2 separate regions of the Gossypium raimondii genome follow, and region 1 is linked to region 2. The links are chromatin contacts, called in public Hi-C maps. All regions are on one chromosome and are shown on one strand. The core of a region is the stretch at or near the end of the contact, and the rest is flanking DNA. Distances in the headings are between cores, read along the strand shown.

Region 1 (3,472 bases), core at 505-3,004, 150 kb after region 2:
AATGGTTTCAAATTAGCAACTAATTATAAACGGATACAATAATTGATGAAATAGACGCAATAAAAGCATCAAGAAGGAAATGAAGCTTCATCTAGCAACAAAAGACTAATTTCAAGTATGACATTGCCAGTGAGATTGACATAGTTCATAAGATAAATGAAACTAAAGACCCATACAACATATCCAATGAGATCATACAACTATTCGATAGCATTACAATTCCATCTTGTCTTTGGGGTTACTAAGGGCCAATTAACGAAAAAAATACAATCCCATTGCGTAAAACCGCTAATAACAATGCATTCATTAAAGTACGCATGAGTATAATCAAGATGCAAATCACATGAGAAAAAAAAGAATGATAATCCTACAATCAAAATGTTCAACAAAGCCCTCAAATCTCATAGCTATATCTGGTCATTCACAGTGTTAACAAACTGGTTTTCATTAAGAGAATTTTATCAACCATCATCTGTGTCAATAAGAAGATAAATAGAATTATAGATAGAAAGAATAGAGAAAGAGAACAGGGAAAGAGGAGAGAGTTATCGACAGGAACCAAAAAGGATAGAGAAACAAAAGGGGAGGAAGAGGAAGAGGAAGAGGAAAAGGAATTGAACAACAAATGATGATAGTAAATGTTCTAAAGCGAAAATCAGTCGAACTGCTCCATTCAATGAGTTTTCCATCATTGGGCAAAATCCACTAAACCAAATCAGTTCTAAAAATAAACAACATTCGGCCGGTGGGAATAATCGGTGGGAATAAATAAATAAAATGATAAAAAAGAAAATCATGAGGAAGAAAATAAAATTTGAGATGAAAAAAAGAGAAGAACCACTTACCGAAACAGTTGGGCCGGAGATCTGAGACGATGGAGTGAAACGGGAGAGGCGATTTCGGGAGGGACGGAGAGGGAGAGGGTGGAGGTGATTTTGCAGAAACAGCTTCTGTTGGGAGGTCAATTTCGGCGATTTCGAAAGGGAGGGAGAGGGAGAGGCTGCAGGTCGATTTTGGTGAGGGTAAAACAGAGAAGGTTTTCGGGAATGCGTCCGTAATAGGGTAATCTTGGTTTTTGGAAGGGAATGCAAATCGGCCAGGAAGCAGGGAATATCGCGTTTACGTCCGTAACCGTATAAGCCCGTAATAGGGCATTACAGCGAACCAAACGCAGGAATTGGTGGGGCGCGAGTAATAGAGGCGTAATCGCATATCCAACACGGTGAACCAAACAAGCTGTTATTCTCCCAACTCCTGTAAAAAGACTTCTCTAGTTTTTTTCAATTTTGATATTGAGCAAATTGATCCTTCTCAAAAAAATTAGAACAATTTAATCTCTGTTATTTTTTAAAGTGAGCAACTAATGATAATTAATCACGGGGTTAATGTTTTTCATTATTTTACATAATTTTAATAGATATAATAATAAATTTAAGCCTCAAAGTTTACACATTCTACTAATTTGATCTTGATTTAATAAATTTAACTCGCAATATTTGTGTAAATGTGTAAAAATCAAGGTTAAATTTATTAGATTTTTAAAACTAAGATCAAATTAACAAAATATATAAATATTGAGAGTTAAATTTATTATTATATCAATTAAAATTGTGTATAATTAACATAAAACATTAACTTTATGATAACTGTTCTTAATTATTCACTTTTAAAATTAATAAGAACAAATTACTTCAATTTTATTAATGGCATCAAATTGTTGAATATTAAAATTGAAATTACTCCACACTACATAATTTATGCGCTTCTCTCCGTTCAAGAACAACTGACTGGCAAGCCCTAGCTACTAGCTAGCCCTTGCATTTATTTCGTCACTCATTTCCCAATTTCCCGCCTTTTACTTGGGTATCTTCCCTCCACAGTCCATCTCCATGGCCGACAAGAAGCGCCGCCGTGCCGACTCTGACTCCGATTCAGCGTCCCAGCCTTTCAAGAACCTTCTCAAATCGGATGCCCAGATCCTCCAAATCCTCAAATCCGTCACCTCCTCTTCCTCTTCTTCCACTTCCAAACCCTTAACCCTAGCCGACCTGGCCCTCTCCGCCACCTGCCGGGAAGTGTCCGACCTCTCACTCTCCTCCGTCCAATCCACCATCGAATCCCTCGTTCTCCAGCTCACCCACCAAATCCTCTCCGGCCAAGGCTTCTCCTTCACCGTCCCTTCCCGTTCTTCCTCCAACCAACTCTACGTCCCCGAACTTGACCGCATCGTCTTAAAAGACAAATCCACCGTCCGCCCTTTCTCCCACATCTCCTCTGTACGCAAAACCACTATAACCGCCAAGATCCTCTCTTTAGTCCATCAACTCTGTCTCAAAAATATTCACGTCACCAAGCGTGACCTTTTCTACACAGACGTTAAGCTCTTCCAAGACCAGGTTCAATCCGACGCTGTTCTGGACGACGTTTCGTGTATACTTGGCTGCACTCGGTCCAGTCTCAACGTAATCGCTGCGGAAAAAGGAGTGGTCGTTGGGAGACTTATTTTTAGTGACAACGGAGATATGATCGATTGTACTAAAATGGGAATGGGAGGAAAAGCAATTCCTCCTAACATTGATCGAGTCGGAGATATGCAGAGCGATGCATTGTTTATTCTGTTGGTAGAAAAAGATGCAGCTTATATTAGATTAGCTGAAGATCGGTTTTACAATCGGTTTCCTTGTATAATTGTGACTGCAAAAGGGCAGCCGGATGTGGCTACAAGGTTGTTTTTGAAGAAAATGAAGATGGAGTTGAAGCTTCCAGTGTTGGCATTGGTTGATAGTGATCCGTATGGATTGAAAATTTTGTCTGTGTACGGGTGTGGATCGAAAAACATGTCTTATGACAGTGCAAATTTGACTACCCCGGATATCAAGTGGTTGGGGATAAGGCCAAGTGATTTGGATAAGTATAAGATACCAGAGCAATGTAGGTTGCCAATGACAGAACAGGATATTAAGACTGGGAAAGATTTATTGGAGGAAGATTTTGTGAAGAAGAACCCTGGGTGGGTTGAGGAGTTGAATTTGATGGTGAAGACTAAACAGAAGGCGGAGATTCAGGCATTGAGTTCGTTTGGGTTTCAATACTTGTCTGAGGTTTATTTGCCATTGAAGTTGCAGCAGCAGGATTGGCTTTGAGCAGGAGAGGTAAGAACTCAGAATGTGGAATTTGTTGTTTAAGGTTTATGTACGAGAACTTGGAAATTTGTTCAATGTTCACTTTTCGTGAAGATAGTAATAGTTGGATTTCATGTGTTGTTATTTTACTTCTAATTATTCGTTGATTGGTATGGGTTGGTAGCTTTCACAATTTCTATATGCAGGAAATTTGAAAGAAATCATATGCATTTGAAAGCCTAAAATAATTCACATTTAGGTTTAGGGCTGTAGGTTACAACAGCAGCAAATATCAATGTCCTCTTTGATACAACTTTGTTTTGTTTCTCGATTATCTTTCTCAAGATAGA
Region 2 (3,715 bases), core at 300-2,799:
CAGAGCAAGCATTAGGGGGTGCGGCATTAATAGCCCCTGCAAGGAGCTCCGAGAAAGACTTAAAACTGGAGCAAGTAGGCCTTGAAGCTACTGGTTTAGCTATGACTATCCTCTCTGCTTCTTTAACCTCCATTTCAGTAATTGTGTGTATTATATTTCACTTTAGCATAATGTGCCTTGGAAACCCAATTTATACCACTCCTTGACCTCAGTAAAGCTCAAAACCAACATATTACACCTACAAGCAGCAGGGTTATATAAACAGAAGAAATGTTAGGAAAGAAAGTTGCACGATTATGAGTTTGTGTTTGCAGAACAAGTTAGAGACAAAACTGCAGAACATCTCAGCAGTATAACTAGGACAAGACATGAAAATATCTTGCTTTCTGGAAAGTTCTAAAGATCTACTCATACTTGAAAGTAATTGAATGACTGAACCTTTTCTTTTCTTTTTTTTCTGAAAAAACAAAACAAAACAATTTAGTCCAATTTAATAAAACAATAACAAAGGCTTCACCTTAATACTATTTAGAAGATAAGTCTTTGGCTAATTGATAGTCTTGTTCACTGGTCATTAGGACCCTATATTTAAAGATTTCTGAATCAAGTATTGGCTACAACCCAGAAAATTACTGACCATAAATTAAGATTCCTTTTTATTTCCATCATGACCAGGGATCAAGATACAATAAAAATATTCTCCATCTTGATATCAACTCATATCTTCTTCTCTTTTTTTTTTTCTGGGAAAAGTAAACTATCCCATCTAGCATTATGAAGAAAAATAAGAGGAAAAAAAGAAATTGTTTAGGATTTTACAGAAAAGAAGTAGTTTAACAGCATTTGGAGTAAGTAGAGAAAAAAAAAACTCCTTCTAAAAGAAAAACCAAAGCCCCCAAATAGAATTTTTAACAAACAGAAAAAAAAGGGGGAAATCTGAAAGTTTAACTAATAATTAACAAGTAAATTGTATATGAACACAACACCAAAAAGTAATAATAGAGCTAAAGAAAATGAGAACTGACCAGAATAAGATATGTAACAAATTAGCAAGTTGTTTTTGCTTCCATGAAATCTCATTAAATTCCAATCTTTTCTGCTCAGTCTGCATGATTGACCAAGGAATTCAATGAGGAAAATAAAAACAACATAACTTTATAATTCAGAAACTTCTTCCTTAGCAGGAAAAAAGAAACATGACAGAACTCTGAAACACAAAGAACTTGACCTCCAATAACAAGAAACCCTAACCAGTTAACAGATGAAGCAGCATGCTTTTGTTTAATGAATATATACAAGAAATGATGTTTTCCTGTCTGTTCTTGAACTTATTAAAGGAACCAAAAGAGAAACAGCTTTGGAGACCAAAAAAAAAAAAAAGAACAAAAGGGTTTAAGCTGAATTTGATTTATTTGAGTAACGCATTTGTTTTCAGACAAGGGAAAAAGATGAGATCTTCAATGTCTGTTTTGTGCCTGAAACTGAGAATGTGAGGGAGTTCATTGTTTTCTTGACCAAGAAGAGGAAAAAAAGGAGAAGTCGCTGATATTACTGAAGTGTTTTTATTTTTACGAAATATTAAGGCCGTTTTAATATAAATATTAGGGATAAGGAAACATTTAGTCCCTGAACTTAACAGTTTTTCTCAATTTGGTCCCTAAACTTTTTTTTACACACAAGCCCCTAAATTTGACAACTTTTCTCATTTTTTGTCCATATGAAGATCTGGCAATTTGACATTGTGTCATACCATCACTTAATTTTTTTATAAAAATTGTAATTTTTAGGTGATGATGTGGACAATATCAAATGACACGTCATCACACGGATCAAAATTAGAAAAAAAAATGCTAAGTTCCAAGACTAATGTAGATAAAAAAAGTTTAGAGACTAAGTTAAAAAAATTGTCAAGCTCATCGACAAACTAAGTGTGTGTTTACCATTGAGGTTGAAAAGCATTTTTCGAACCAAACCTTGATTTTAAATTGAGATTTTAACCCAAGAAAAATAATTAGTTTTTTTGGCTTTTGGAAAAGTGCTTGTTAATGAAGTTATCTTTTTATCTCTCGTTAAGTATTCTATTTTATAACATGTTTAAATTTGTCATTTTATCTTCTCAAAAGTATTTTTTAACAACAATGGTAAACATTATTAAAATTTATAGCACTTTTCATCATCAATAGTAAACTAACCCTAAACAATGCTTTATTTTTAAATATTATACGTAACAATAAATTTTAAGTCTAAATATGTCATTAATTCTTGTACTCTTTGAACTTTTAAAATTTAATCATTTTTATTATTTCCTAACATTTTTGTCTTTTTACTTTTCATAGTGCAATTGACAACATTGGTAATGAATTTTTATGAAAACTAACATTTTAATATTTAACACATACTCAAATTTAACAAAAAAATAATTTGTTGATATAGTGGTATAAGAAGGAAGAGATATGGAGGAGAGAGTGGTGGTTGCTAAGGAAGCTAGTTCACCTAATCAGGATGAAGAGATGAAGGTTACAAAGAACGAAGGTGAGGAGAGTGTTAAGATTGAGAGCTGAAGGTAAGTTAATAGACTATAGTCTTGGTATTCTTGGAGTGTCGATCCTTTCTTCATTGTTCCTAACGGTATTTATAGGCGAGGATCTCGTGTAGGATGATGTTAATGTGTTGAACTTGCAATTAAACTATCATTGTGGAATGCATGGGGTGGATGTCTTCGATAGGACAATAATGTTTGTGATGGAACAAATCCTGTCATTCATTCTGACTTGATGGTAAAGAGCAATTGAACCCACGTGGTATTTGGTGACCAACAATATCACATTCTCAATGAAAGCTTAGGGACTCGAATGGCGGATGACTCGTATGTGTCCGGATGGTCGTTCCGAAAGAGAGGCTTGTTGGTGACTTCTCGATTTGACGGTAGTTGGCTTACTATTTGAGTGTCTTTCTTGCTTGTCATGTATCCTGATACGGATGGGGGTATAATAATATTTCTCCTCATTCAAGTCGAGAAGTGGATTAGAAAGTGGCCTTCCTCAAGACATTTTAATCTATTAGCCTTCTTTTTTCATAGGTTGCATTGGATGATGGTATTGTTTAATGATGAACTGTTGTATCAAAATCTTTAAGATTCTGCCATAAATGTATTATGAGGATTGCAGTTTTAGGAAGTCGTGATAATGATGATTAGCAATTTTTTGGAACAGATGGTGAGTTGTCACTCAATGTTGCTTGTTATTTGAAATGATGCGTTTTGAGAGATATGTTTATATATCTTCTGGGTTTTCTTTGTTGAGAATACTTTGCTTTCTTTACTTTTTGAAATTTCTGCAACTGTTCTTGTTATTATTCTGACTTTGGTTGGTTTTTTTCGACAATTTCTACACTTTAGGAGTTTGCTTGCTTTGATTTATTTTGTAGCTCTTCTTTTGTTGTTACCAGTGTTTTTTTTGTGTGTTTTTGCTAGAAAAATGGCCAAGGAAAACGAACGGTCTGGTAAGAATCAAAACAGAGGTGGTAGCCGTATTGGCCGTGCTCTATAGAGAAAGGTGACGAAGAATAAAAAAAATAACCGCAAGAAAATCTAATAGGCTATTGCAACCAAGTTCGAGAGGAGGAGTGATGAGCTTGCTGTTAGTCTCAATTATCAATGTTCTACAAGATTTTGTTAATGTGTGGCGAGTTGTTTGCAAAACATCATAAGTATGAA

Evidence for each region. Hi-C and Micro-C count contacts between places; a contact is called where the count stands out from the background.
Region 1: a Hi-C map of leaf shows a contact between it and region 2, with 2.7 times the contacts expected there. The contact joins the promoter of LOC105768154 here to the promoter of LOC105768173 in region 2. A contact is called at or near these places in 2 of 2 Hi-C or Micro-C datasets (both in leaf).

Annotation. Positions count from the first base shown.
Region 1 is chr4:13,893,481-13,896,952 of ASM2569854v1, forward strand. It overlaps LOC105768154 (DNA topoisomerase 6 subunit A), which reads left to right and starts at 1,755. Exons shown (of 1, transcript XM_012587918.2): 1 at 1,755-3,271. The coding sequence starts at 1,890. The coding sequence ends at 3,143.
Region 2 is chr4:13,748,130-13,751,844 of ASM2569854v1, forward strand. It overlaps LOC105768173 (WRKY transcription factor 44), which reads right to left and starts at 1,550. Exons shown (of 7, transcript XM_012587946.2): 1 at 1,252-1,550; 2 at 1,026-1,105; 3 at 1-238. The coding sequence starts at 133.